3 separate regions of the Sus scrofa genome follow, and regions 1 and 2 are each linked to region 3. The links are chromatin contacts, called in public Hi-C and HiChIP or PLAC-seq maps. All regions are on one chromosome and are shown on one strand. Each heading gives the region's core, a stretch centred on a gene start, on an enhancer-like site or on the middle of the called end of the contact. The rest is flanking DNA. Distances are from core to core; before and after follow the strand shown. Region 1 holds the start of DDX3X (DEAD-box helicase 3, X-linked). Region 2 holds the start of NYX (nyctalopin). Region 3 holds the start of MED14 (mediator of RNA polymerase II transcription subunit 14).

Region 1 (4,404 bases), core at 852-3,351, 570 kb after region 3:
GCCGCACCCGGGGCATGTGGAGGTTCCCAGGCTAAGGGATGAATTCCAGCTACAGCTGCCGGCCTGCACCACAGCCATAGCAACGCTGGATCCGAGCAGCGTCTGCGACCTACACCACAGTTCACCGCAACGCGGGATCCTTAACCCACTGATCCTTAACCAACTGCCAGGGATCGAACTTGCGGCCTCGTGGATATTAGATTTGTTTCCGTTGGTTGTGTTTTTTGAAATTGTGTGTTGTTAGGTTTAGGTTATATTATTTATGATTTGTTATTTCAGTATGGTTAAAGAGGGCATCACAAAATACTTGTTAGAAAAAGGAGTTGCATCTCACAGGGTTGTGTAGTCCACCTCCTTTTACTGATGAAAAAATTGAGACCCAAGGCAGTTAAGCGGCTAGCCCAGGACACAAGTGTCATATTATCTCCGTATCTCTTTAGAATTTCAGTTTCGATTACAAAAATTGGAAAGGGAAAGAAGTGGTAAATTACGTGATGAGGACGAGCTATTTGAATTCTGGCAGGAGAAGATCCTTTGGGGGATGGTGGAAAACCCCGTATATTATTTAATTCTGTCAGGCTGAGGGTCAGAGGAGAGGGGGAAAAACGTTCATGAGAACCGCGTACGAGCGGCTGCTTGCTGAAAGGCAGGGGTCCATTAGTAAACATGCATTTAAGGTTTTGCGGCACTGAGGCTGGGACTAGGGGTTGTCTGCTTAGGAGGGGGCCACAAGAAGGGGTTCCTCTGATGGCAGAAACCCGCTTCTTCCATTCCCCATTCACTGCAGTCGCCCGAGGGTAACCCCGACTCCCGACAGGTAATGCTGAAGACTTCTTCGGCAGGCCCAGATTGCGCCCAGCCACAAACACTCCCGACTCCCTAGGAGATCCTTTCTCCATCCCCAGGGTCCTCTGGGTTTGAGGGAGGCAGCACCGCGCCAGTGACCACCCGCCCAGAGCCGTTGGATGCCCTGAAGGAGGAAACTCCGGGCCTGGGTGGGCGGAGGGCCGGGGTCCCTGGAGGGTGCGCTACCACCCGCCTAAGTTCAGCGAGTGATTGTCTCATTGTTCCCTCACGGCGGGGGGCGGGGACGCGCGCAGGAGCGCGCTCGCGTGGGGTGGGGGTCGGCGGTGTTGGTAGAACAGGAGGGGCTGTGGCGTTCCTAGGCGGCGGCCCCGCTGCCTAGGCAACCGCGCGGTAAAAGTGTGCCACCACCAGCGCGCGCCGCCAGCCCCTCCACTTCCTCCCCCGGCGAGGTCGCCATCCCGCCCTCTTCCCTCCTCCTTTTCCCTTTCCTTCTCTTCTCCCTCTTTCCTCCTCTTTTCCCCTCCTCCTCCCTCTCTCCCCTCTTCTCCCCTGATTCCGCGCACTCTATTTAAAACGACGGTTTCCTGCTCCCCAAAATGGCCTCCGCGTTCGACACCTGCGATCACATGACCCGTCGTCCCAGGGGCTTTGGGCCTCTCTTTGCCTAACTCCGATTTCGGAGCGGCTGCCCGCGAGAAAGCGAGAGCTGATCAGTTTGGAGAAGTCTCACAAAAGCTCCAAGTCCGGGGGACTGGGAGGGAAAGAAGAGAGAGAGAGAGAGATAGAGCGCGCCCTTGAAAGAAAGGAACAGGGAAAACTAGAGACCTTGGGGAAAGAAAGAGGAAAAGGCCGGGGTTGGATTTTAAGGTCTGCTAGCGGGCGAAACACTGGAGGTGACGAGTTCTCGCGAGACCTCGAGACCTAGACTTAGGCTAGGGTAAGAGCGGAGGACAGGGTAAGTGGAACTTCAGCGAACTAGGACAGTACTTGGCGCTCTGAGTGCCAAGGTAGGACGACGAGCTGGGGACACGACTGACTTGGGAAATCCCGCGAGGTTAGGGCTAAGTGAGCGCGCAGTAGCTAGGCAGAAATCGTAGCGGCGGGAGGAGTGCGGGTGTGAGAGGGAGGGCACACGTCTTACGTGCTGACGTAGCAGTCGTTCGGGCGGGTATATTAGATCCGTGGCCGCGCCGTGCGCCTCAGAGCCGCAGTTCTCCCGTGAGAGGGCCTTCGCGGTTAACCAAACACACTAGCTCAGCAGCGGAAGACTCCGAGTTCTCGGTACTCTTCAGGGATGAGTCATGTGGCGGTGGAAAATGCGCTCGGGCTGGACCAGCAGGTGAGCAGCAAGGAGCCGACCGGGGTCGTTGCCGCTTGAGTCCTTCCCCTGACCTAAACCTGGCTTGTGGCGCAGCGCTAGTCGGCACCCTCAGTTCCCATTTTCGGGGTCCCCCGGGCTGGCGAGTGTGAATGTCCCGGGGCTGTGGGGGAGCGGGAAGGGGACAGGAGTGTAGGTTATGGCTGTCGCTGGGGCCGGGACCCCGGCTTGGCCCGCGGTATTGTCCCCGGGCCGAGCACAATGGCGGCTTTTGTGTATGCGTGCGCTGGCGGGCGGGGGGGGGAGGGGCGCGCGCTCTCGCGGAGGCGCGCGCACCTCGACTGCCTAGTGACCCGCCGGTGTGGGGAGAGGCTGCGCAGAGGTTCGCGAATAGGGGACCTTTTTAAGGCCCGGAGGGCTCAGCCGTGCGCGGCTCGTCAGAGACGCGGGCGGCGTTGGCGCCTGTGTGAGTGGGTGCGCGCGTGCGAGCGGGAGGAGGAACGCGGCCCTGGAATGTGGGAGGGGGCGGCGCGGGGGCGGGAGGGGGGTGGCCTCCGCTCGGGGTAATGGCGGCGGCCTCCTTTGTGTGGTGTCGGGTGGCTGGGCGGCGCTGCGGCCCCCGAGCCGGAGCGGCCCGGCCCGCCGCGGGCCCGGAAGCGAAGATGGAACGGGCATCTTGTTCCTCTCCGGCTTCCTTCCGCCGGCCTTTTTCGCTCCAGCCCGGTTGTCGCAGGCCCGGCGCCGTGGCTCGCGCGGCCGCGTTTCCGGAGTGGAAAGTTTTGTGACGCAGAAGATTCGGGGAGGGGGAGGGGAGGGAGGAACGGGCCGCTGCGTGCGCGGTGGCGCCGGGCTCCGGAGATCGCGGTTGAACGCGGTGGGAAGACGTCAGGGAGGTTCGGGCTCCGGCGCCGCCCGTCCCTCCTCCCTGGCTCCTGATAGTCACGGTGGCGATTTAGCCAGGGCGGCGCGCTGTTTTGGCGGGGGGAGGGGGAGTACCACGGGTTGTATGAGTGTCCTCGGGTCAGTGACGTTTGATCCGGGAGTCGGCCAGAGGAGGAACCCCTGGAATTGTGGCTTACGGAGAAATGATGAACAGTTTTGTTTGCTGCCCGTGGAGTGGAATTTCGAAATAGGTCAGAGGCTCCGGGTCTTTCGTCTTAACTGAAACCCCCTCTTCGAAGGGTTTAGAGGAGTACGCGGGATCTGAGAGCAGAGGGGTTCTGGGCTGCGGTGGCTGGGTATCTGCATCCCTCCGCAACAGTAGGTAGCTTCTCTCTTCAGAGAAGCTCTTTTAAGTGGGATGCTTGTTGCTTTCAAGTAAACTGCCTATCACGAACTCCAGAATTCTGAACCTGAGTGACACAAATGAATTGTTGTATCATATGTTTTTAGCGATGTAACGATCTTTTTTTTTTTTTTTGAGCGTTTTTTTCCCGTTAATGGATCAATTATATTAAATCCTTCAGATTTCTAACGTCCCATGTTAAATGGAGCACAAAGAAATCTGGTGTCAAGACATTGGGATGTGTAAGGTTAACATTTTCCATGTATAGATGGTACCTTGTTTAAGATTAGGCAGGAATTAAGTTTGCAGCCGATGTAATTGGAAAACAATATGCACAGTCGTTAGGATTAAGCAACAAGCAAATTCACAACTGAGAAAATTGCAGTTATGTAACTTTAACAATTTACAGTAGCATTTAAAATGCTTTTTACCAAGTGTAAAATTAATAACAAAACGTACTGCAACAAGTGCAAAATGTTTTTGTTACTATTGTGCCTTAAAGTATCTTGTTGAGATTAACAAGTGCAGAGTTGTTGAGATAAAAAGTGCAGAGAGAAGGGCAGCGATTTTTGCTAATGGAGATTTGGCGACTCCTTTCAATTTCCAGTGACTCCTTTAATGATGCTTGCAGTTTGGCAGTATCATCTTGAGCTTTTAACTAGGGCTTAACGTTATGGCATAGCGTATCACCTTGGCTAACAGGTGGCAATAGTGCTCGGAGACTGGGTACATGAAGAAAATGAAATACTGCTTTTGGCACAGCGTTTTCCCCCCGTTGCTTGTAAATTGTTTAGTCATTACAGAATGCGATGAAAATAATTTTTTTTTTATTTTGTAGAATGTTGACGCTTTTGAGCTATCAGTGTAAAGGGATGGGTAGAAACGGAGATAAAGGATAATAAAATGTGTCCCATTAAGAGCTCTAGATGCCATTTATAGGGAAATGGGAGGCTGAATAGGAACCTACTTACAGGCTTGTGCTTAACAGTGGTGT
Region 2 (4,109 bases), core at 48-2,547, 660 kb after region 3:
TTCTATCACTTCCACATTTATTAGCTGTGATTTTTTTTTTTTTGTCTTTTTAGGGCCACACCTGAGGCATATAGAGGTTCCTAGGCTAGGGGTCAAATTGGAGCTGTAGCTGCCAGCCACAGCCATAGCCACAGCCACAGCAATGTGGAATCTGAGCCACGTCTGAGACCTACACCACAGCTCACGGCAACGCCGGATCCTTAACCCACTGAGCAAGGCCAGGGATCGAACCTGCATCCTCATGGATACTAGTTGAGTTTGTTAACCACTGAGCCATGAGGGAACTCCTAGCTGTGATTCTTTTTTGGCCGCGCCAATAGCATGTGGGGAGTTTCGTGGGCCAGGGTTGACGAGGTGCCACAGCTCAAACTGAGCTGCTGCAGTGACAATGCCAGATCCTTGACCCACTCTGCAAGGGAACTCCTAGCTGCGATTCTTTTATTAGGAAAAACTTTCTCTCAACTGGTATATTTAATTACCTTGAAATACAGCCCATAAAGGAAAGACAAGGTAAATTTCCTTTTAGTTATCACCTTTCAAAATAGTGCCCTAGTAACCTCCACCGTCTACTGATGAGAGTTTTTCACAAATCACTATAAACTCATAGATTTAACAAATACATTTATTTCATTTGATGCGTTTCAACTCATTACATTCACTATTCTTATTGATGCTTGTCCCAGCTTTGGCCAGTGGAACCACTCGACTTTCCTTCTACTCAAATATCTTTGATGTCCTCTCTTCTGTCATAATAAGATGTTCCAGGATCATGTTGTACTTTGCCTGCCTCAGACCTGGAAGCTGCCTTTTCTTCAAGGAGCTCTGGTTTCTTTTTCCGAGAGATGAGAAGAGACCTAGTTTTGATGCAATGTAAAGAGCCGTGATTTCAAAAGAGGCTCTGAGGAGGTGTATCTTTGGGCAGCGTTTGTTGAGTGACACAGCAGGAAGGGACCCTAAGCCAGCTCTTCACTTACAGATGAACAAACAGGGTGTTAGCCACCATCAGAGCTACATGGCCGGGTCAGGAGGGCAAGGCTCTGGCAGACCCTCCCTGCGGTGTGACCTTTGGCAGGTCAAGCCCTCGCCCTGGCATCCCTTCCAGCCGGATATTCTGCGGCTCCAGGTGCGTGACTAACGTTTCCGGCACAGACGCACCCTGGGACTTTCCCGGCCCTGCCCCGCCCCGCGGAGCTGGAGAGAGTGGCGTTCGGGGGCGGGGGAGGGGGAATGGGCGGGGCCCCCGGCCTGGGAGCCGCCCCGCCCGGGCTCCAGAGCCTCAGCGCCCCCTGGCGACTGCGCTGGGCAGGGCGGGGCTGCTCGGGGGCGGGGCTCAGCGCCCGGCGGCTCCGCCTCTTCGCCCCCAAAGGGTGGGGCCGGGAACGGCGGATGTCTGCAGGAGCTGCAGAGGTTTCGCAAGGACGTGACCCTAAGGGTAAAAAACCATTGTGTCACGCGTGGTTGCTAACCGGGGTTAGCGAGCTGAACTAGTTCTCTGACGCCTGGGGAGGGAGGGGTCCAGGGAGGGCTGGGCCGAAACATCCAGATTGCCCCTCCATTAGCGCGGTGGCACACCCTGCTCCCCGCCCCCCCGGGGGGGGAACAGAAGAGGGCGCGAGCCCGCACCCCCTCTGTGCCCCAGCCTGTAGTTGGGGCGACACTATTCCTCCGGAGGTCAGCGGAATGAAGGCAGAGTTTTTCCGCCCTTTTCCTCTTCCCAATTCCAGAACCGGGCCCCATGGAGCTGGGTTTCGATTGGAAGGTGGAAATGAAAGGATGGGAGAAGCAGGGTGGTTCTCTCATAGAGAACAAAGGAGTTGGGTGCATTAGCCACAGACTGGGTTCAGCCAAGGTAGTTTAGGGGTGCCTGGCAGTATGGGGGTGGCTCTCTCCCAGTGGGGGTGGCCACGGAGATGGGGATCGATCGATCGTGTCCCTGTCTTACTAGGGCCCCAGAATAACCCAGGAACTGGGATGCTGGAGGACTGGGTCCTAGCTCTACTTCCTTTTAACTGTCACCCTGGGGAGCAGGTCACTTAACCTTTGTGGGCCTCACTTTCCCAACTTGAAGAATGCTGGTCTGGACTAGATTCTGGAATAGTTTCAAGTACTGTAAGGCATGGGGAGTGAGGGTGTCTGTCCTAAAACTGTGGAGTCAGAGAAAAAGGCTGGGCCAGGGGCCAAGGCTATCACACCCCAGTCCTCTTTCTGTAGCTCCCCATTCCCCATTCGCACTTGGGCTTCGTTAGCAAACACTTGTGCACCGCTGTTGCGTGCCAAACGTAGGCTCACCCCTGATGTTTGTAAGACCTGGGGCAAGTGTACACACGAAGGACCACATACCATGTGTCTAAATATTTAAAAGTTATAAATCAAGCTAACAAACTCTTAAATAAAATGCATTCTATCCTCCTACCTTGACAGATATACCTACATAAAAATAACAATCTGGAAGATCAGGTTCAAGTTTGGAATTCTTGTATTCCTCCACATTCTAAGCTAGAACGTGGTGGCACAGAGAGTAACTCCAGCTCAAGGGCTGTGGTGTGGCTTCCTGCTCTTCCTAACCTGTGTCCACCCCACACCCGGAGGACCCTTTCCCACTGCCCTTTAAGAGGCCACTTATGGACAGTGGTGGCACAGTCTACTGCTCCCCACCCCCCCACCCCCAGGAGGACAGACTAAGAAAAGCAGGTTCAGAATCTGTTGGGCAGGGAGTTCTGAGGTCCCAGGTATCCGAAACCCGGTGGGCATGTCCTTGGCACCTTGATTCCCCAGCGTCCATCTTGCCCAGTCTGAGGGTGGTACCTGCCAGGCGTTATGGAGATGCAGCCCTGGAGCATCTGAACTCTACGAAGGGCAAGGCCAATGCCTACAGGCAAGGTGGGAGGGTGCCAAGCAGGGGCTAGGAGGTAGCCCTTGTGCCAAGCCTGCTGGGAAGGTTGGGGTCTCAGCAGGTGGAGAAGTGGGGAAAGAAAAGAGCGAAGGCCTGAGAACCATCCATCCAGGGTCGGAATGTCTGTGAACTGTGACCACCCTGTAAAAAGGCTGGAGGTGAATCTTCGTCCTCCAGAATAACAGGCTGCACCTCCAATAGCGTTGAGCCATGTCGGGTGGGGCTGCCAACTGTGGAGCCCCTGAGAGGCAGCCTCGCCCATTGAAGAGCAGGATGAGGACCTTACAGTCCATCCCAGGGCAGCTCTGCATCGGGCATATATCCCGATGCCCTTCCCCACACCATGCCACCTTGGTAATTGGCATTTTTTTTTTTTTTTGTCTTTTTAGGGCTGCACCCTGACCATATGGAAGTTCCCAGGCTAGGAGTCGAATCAGAGCTGCACTGCCAGCCCACACCACAGCATCCGAGCCATGTCTGCGACCTATACACCACAGCTCATGGCAACGCTGGATCCTTAACCCACTGAGCGAGGCCAGGGATCCAACCTGCGTCCTCAGTCAGGTTCGTTTCTGCTGCGTTATGACAGGAACTCCAACTAGCATTTCTTTACCAATTCCAAGCTGAGGGAGCTGAACTACTATACTCCCAGCTCTCATAAGACATTCTGCCTGGAAAGAAACTCTCTTTAGGAATTTTGCCTGCGAGCTAGTGACTGCTGGAGGAGGAATGGGCCCCTCCTCTCCTGTGGGAGCAGCCTGTGGGTGTTGGTAGATAAATGCCCCAGCTCCCTGCCCTGCAGCAGAGAGAATTCTGAGAGATGCGCTCCACACTGTCTGGCGAGTGAGTGAGTTTGGCGCGGGATTAGGGGATTGGGCTCTGCCTGTCGACAGCGCCAACTAGTTTGATAACACTGTTGATTTCTACCTTCCCGGCTCTCCTGCTGGCGCTCCCATGATTGCTCGACATGCCAGTGCTTCCATGTGTGTCCTTGTCCCTGGATCTGCCTCTGGGGAAATCTGCACTAAGCATAAGGACATTTCCTGTCGCAGTTGGGCCTGGGGCGCCTCATCTGTAAATAAAAGCATGGAACGAAGTGCCCCCTGACTTCCTTCCGGGCTCTGCTGGGAGTTTGTCTGCTCCGCCTGCCTGCTGTCTAATAGCACAAGGCACCTTGCTTTGTTTCACTCGGGGCCAGGCTGAACACACCCATGCA
Region 3 (4,335 bases), core at 1,475-3,974:
AATGAAATAAGCAAGAAAGGAATATTAGAAATGAAGTTAAAGAGCTAAGGGGAGAAGACACGTCGTGTAGGACCTTAAAGGTAGACCACAGTCTTGGTTTGCCTAAGACAGTCCCGGTTTATGTCTGTTGCTCAGACACTGTTATTAAAAGCACCACCTTTCACGCTCCAAGTGTCCCGACTTGGACCATAAACTTATGGTCCCTCTCTATATAAGTGACTGTAAAAAAAAGGTTTTTACTCCAAGTGAGATGGGGAACTATTGGAGAGTTGTGAGCAAAGAAGTTTGAAAAGGATCATCCTGGCTATTTTATAGAGGAAAAACTATAGGGGCAAGGGTAGCAGCAGAGGTGCCAGATAGCAGACTACTGCAGTAACATGAGCAAAAGATGGAGCACTTGACCGAAATGTTGAAAAGCGGTCGGATTCTGAGTCAGAGATGACAAGACTTGCTGATATCCTGAGTGTGGGACAAAAGAAAGAGGAGCCAAGAATTACTCTTAAATTTCTGGCCCAAGCATCAAGAAGAAGAATGGATAGGAAACTTCAGCAGGAATTGAAGGGAAAGAGGAGTTTGGTTCTGGACTCAGCCCACTGAAGTGCCCATTAGGTTCTTAAATGTAGTCATCTGGATACAAGACTCTGAGTCCAGTGGAGAGACCTGTGCCTGAGATACAAGCATGAGAATACCCTTCACATAAAGGGTGCAAGACTACAACGATAAACTTATTAAACAGCAATAAAGGAAATGTTTCTCTCTTTATAACTAAGTGCTAAAACAGTAAGAACAGCACAATTCAAAGGATTTCTACAGATACCCTATGGAAAAACAAATCATACAAATTACACAACCACTATTAGCGGCAGTTTTCCACATTTTACCACAGCTGTACATTGGATGGGTGACCTTCACATACATGACATTTTCTCATGGATACTCTTAAATTTTTATGAAATCCAACAATAAACACTGCAGAGAAATGCATCACCACAGTAACCTCTAATCGTGACAGCTGCTGAAGTTTCTCATTAGACAGGAGTAGGCTTCTTTCTTTCCCATTCAATAAAGCACGGATATCAAAATTCTCATAGATGCTTTTTTACAGAAATAAGTGGAACCTATTATGATTCTTTTAGTCATTGAGAATATTCTAAGTCTCTAGCACCAAATTACTGTGACACTTTACAGCCTAATACCGACATATTAATGTATTTCAATAGAAAACACTGATCCAGAGCCTACTAATAGAGAAAAGCTAAAAACGAATCTAGATGAAAACCAGTAATGTTTTTCCGAACCTGAGTTTAAAACTGTAAAACAGTAATTAAAGTGTATCTATCCCTAGTTGTTATAGTTTCTTTTCTTTGCACACCGAAAATCGTTACAGTGTATTCTGATCCTATTCTGAAGGGATTAACAACCTAATCATGTCCCAAGGCATTTCACTGGTAACTTGGTGATTTACAAACTCCCTTCATACCCCAAGAGACAATAACAGCAGGCCAGTCTTAAAAAATCTCTACTTACACTTCATGCGTGAAGACTTCAGTTTTAAATGTTCCAGAAAAACAAACTTGGAACCCCAAATTTTGTATTATTTTATACACATCTCCTGAGTTCAAACTTTGTCAGAAGCAATTACAACCTACATTTAAAATGTACTGTAAGAGGAGGTTGTAAAACAGTTTCCCATCTTTGGGATTTTTTCCTTTTCTTTTCTTTTTTTAAGCTCGAATACTATGTACTCCTAAACCCTAAACTTGGGGCCTGGGTTAAAAAGCCTCCAGCCAAGAAATCAATAGGGCTCAGCTGGCAAATGAGCAAACCTCCCAAAGAAGGGCTTTTCAAGGAAAATCTAACAACGTGCATAATTAACAAGTCTCCGTTGCTTCATCTCCAGAAAGACTTCCAAATGCAAAGCCTCTCCTCCACCTCCTTTGAAGCCCATGAGTTCAGAAATTCTAGACTAAGCAGCCTAGCGAAGAAGAGAAAGCAGCAACCTCTTGGAGGGAAGGAGGTTCGAACCTCTCTCAGGCCATTGGGCGGGAAGGGGGGGGCTGGGGAGCAGGCATGGATTTCGCGGCACTTACAGGTCCGTCAGCACCATGAGCTCCGAGTAGGCCCGGTGCAGCAGAAATTCGATGAGGGTGCTCAGCCGGTAGCCAGGGCTAGCCGCGGCCGCAGCGGCCGCCGCCACGGCGGCTCCGGGAGGAGGAGGCGCCGGGGCTGACGCGGGGCCGCCGCTGCCCCCGCCGCCGCCTCCGGGCGGGACCAGCTGGTGGTTCTCCAGCTGCACTGGGGCCATGGCGGCGCAGGGCCGGGCTTGGCGCAGGGCACAAAATGCGGCCCGCGAGCCTCCCTCACGGGCACTCGGTCACCGCGCCTAAGTGGTCGCGGGCGGATTCGCCGCCGCCTACAGCGGGGCCGCCTCTGAACAGGAAGCCGTGCTGCGGCCGCAGAGGCCCGCCCCCATGTAGCGACGAGCCCGCCGGCTCCAGGGACGGGAGCGAGGGGCGGGGGGAAGCGGGGAGGGCGGGGAAGCCAGGTGGCCGCAGCAGAGAGGCTGCACCCCCGCGACCGATCAGAGGCTGCTCCGCCAGGCAGCCGCAGCGTCCATGTTGACGGCCCAAAGCGGAAGTCGTTAGGCAGAACGGAAGGGGAACCAAAGGGGGACTTCCGACAGCAACCTGCGCCTTTTCTCCGGGCTGTCGGGCGCCGGGACGCTGGGGGCGCGTGGGAGTGGGGCGGGGCCGGCGCGCGGGCAGGAAAAGCGGAAGCGGGGGCCGCCCGCTGCCGGAAGTGAGTGTGAGGGCGGAACCGGTGACGTCACCGCGAACGTCAGCGGTTGCCCCGCCCTTGCTCTCGCCGCTCTCCGGGATTTAAAAGGCTCCCGTTTGCGCTTAGGTGTCGATTAGCGCTTCCCTGGTGGGTGCAACCCGGCCGGGGAGGCTACGCGACCCCAAATGTTCCGGACTTGTGGTTCTGGAATTTCGAAGAAATGGTTGCGGCTGCGCGCTGGTGACTTCTCAGATCTTTGCACCTCCCACAGTCTGCCCATGCGCCTTTCGTGGGATAGAAGACGTGTCCGTCATTGTTGGGTTTTTTTTTAAGCTGTGGGAAAAGAGGCGAAAAAATATGATTGGGGCTAGCAACGGGGCCGCTGGCGGGATAACTTCACTTTAATCAAGTTGGATATATGTTCAGCTAGTTACCGGCCCCCCAAATCCTGGCAGTTCTACCACAAACAGCCCTTAAATCCTCTACCGCTGATTCTCACTTGGTTCTTGTCCTTTCTCTTCAAGAAGCCGCCCTGCCTTCCAAGGGTTTTCAGTTCATCTTCTATGCCCTGCCGCCACTCCCTCCCACCCTCCCTCCGCCGCCGCCTCAAAATCCACGCTTAATTTTGCTTCCTGCTCTAAAGCGGTTATTCTCAACCCTGCCCGCACATTGGAATCATGGCGGGGGCGGGAAGAAGGTGCTGGTTTGGGTGACTTTAAAAGATATTTCTGCCAACCACATAGATTCAGCTTTAATTGGTCTGGGCTTCAGGATTTTTCAAAAGCTCCCTAGGTGATTTTAACCTAGGAAGCGACAACCGCTTAAAAGGGTCAATTGCTGTGACCGTTTTCAAACATCTTTTTGCAGATTCTTATCTGTAACTCTTAGGTGTAAGAGACGCACTTGCTGTTCCCTAAAGTTAAAATACTCTCATTCTTGTCCACTTGTGTAATTCTTAGTCATTCTTGAAGACCATTTACCTGTCTTCTGAGGGTGTAACCTTTGGAGCAGTTAATCACTTAATCAGTAACTAATCACTTGCTCCCTCTTTTGTGATCCTAAAGCACATTTGCACACACAATACCATCATCTACTCATCAAAAGGCATAAGGCTTACTTACAGCCCCCACAGCTGCAGTTGCTGGAAGGCAGATACCCTCTGTAGGATCCATCCCTATGCTGCTATCTCAGGGAACAAACACATTTTTTTCTAAGTTAGCTAGAATCTGCATTTCTTTTGCAGTTGTTTTGATTTGTTTTATTGAAAGTTCTTTTTTCTCTTTTGAAAACTATTGCCTTTGGTTAAAAAGCCCTGGTGGCCACATACACACAAATGATAGGTGGTTGTATAAGATTGTCCTTAGAGGTCTTTTCTAACACTCAGATTCTGATTCTGTGTCATGTTGATAGGATTTTAAGTCCTCGGCCTTATTGCATATATTAAACACAGTTATACACCATGCCTCTTGGTATTCATTCTGTTTGTCATTAAGATTCTACCTAGAGAAGCTGCAACCAACCCGCAAGTAAAAAATTAATGGGTGGATGGGGTTGTTT

The links. Hi-C and Micro-C count contacts between places; a contact is called where the count stands out from the background. HiChIP or PLAC-seq counts read pairs in DNA pulled down with a chosen protein or histone mark.
Region 1: a Hi-C map of skeletal muscle shows a contact between it and region 3, with 8 times the contacts expected there. The contact joins the promoter of DDX3X here to the promoter of MED14 in region 3. A contact is called at or near these places in 2 of 5 promoter capture datasets (fetal liver and liver), 7 of 47 Hi-C or Micro-C datasets (alveolar macrophages, heart right ventricle, liver and 2 more) and 1 of 2 datasets of contacts at active chromatin or transcription factors (alveolar macrophages).
Region 2: a contact with region 3 is called in an H3K27ac HiChIP or PLAC-seq map of skeletal muscle, with 4 times the contacts expected there. The contact joins the promoter of NYX here to the promoter of MED14 in region 3. A contact is called at or near these places in 1 of 5 promoter capture datasets (liver) and 1 of 2 datasets of contacts at active chromatin or transcription factors (skeletal muscle).

The regions. Positions count from the first base shown.
Region 1 is chrX:36,987,980-36,992,383 of Sscrofa11.1, forward strand. It overlaps DDX3X (DEAD-box helicase 3, X-linked), which reads left to right and starts at 2,102. Exons shown (of 17, transcript NM_001246203.1): 1 at 2,102-2,146. The coding sequence starts at 2,102.
Region 2 is chrX:37,078,900-37,083,008 of Sscrofa11.1, forward strand. NYX (nyctalopin) reads left to right here and starts at 1,298. Exons shown (of 5, transcript XM_003360273.4): 1 at 1,298-1,432.
Region 3 is chrX:36,422,113-36,426,447 of Sscrofa11.1, forward strand. MED14 (mediator of RNA polymerase II transcription subunit 14) reads right to left here and starts at 2,725. Exons shown (of 30, transcript XM_021080844.1): 1 at 2,091-2,725. The coding sequence starts at 2,305.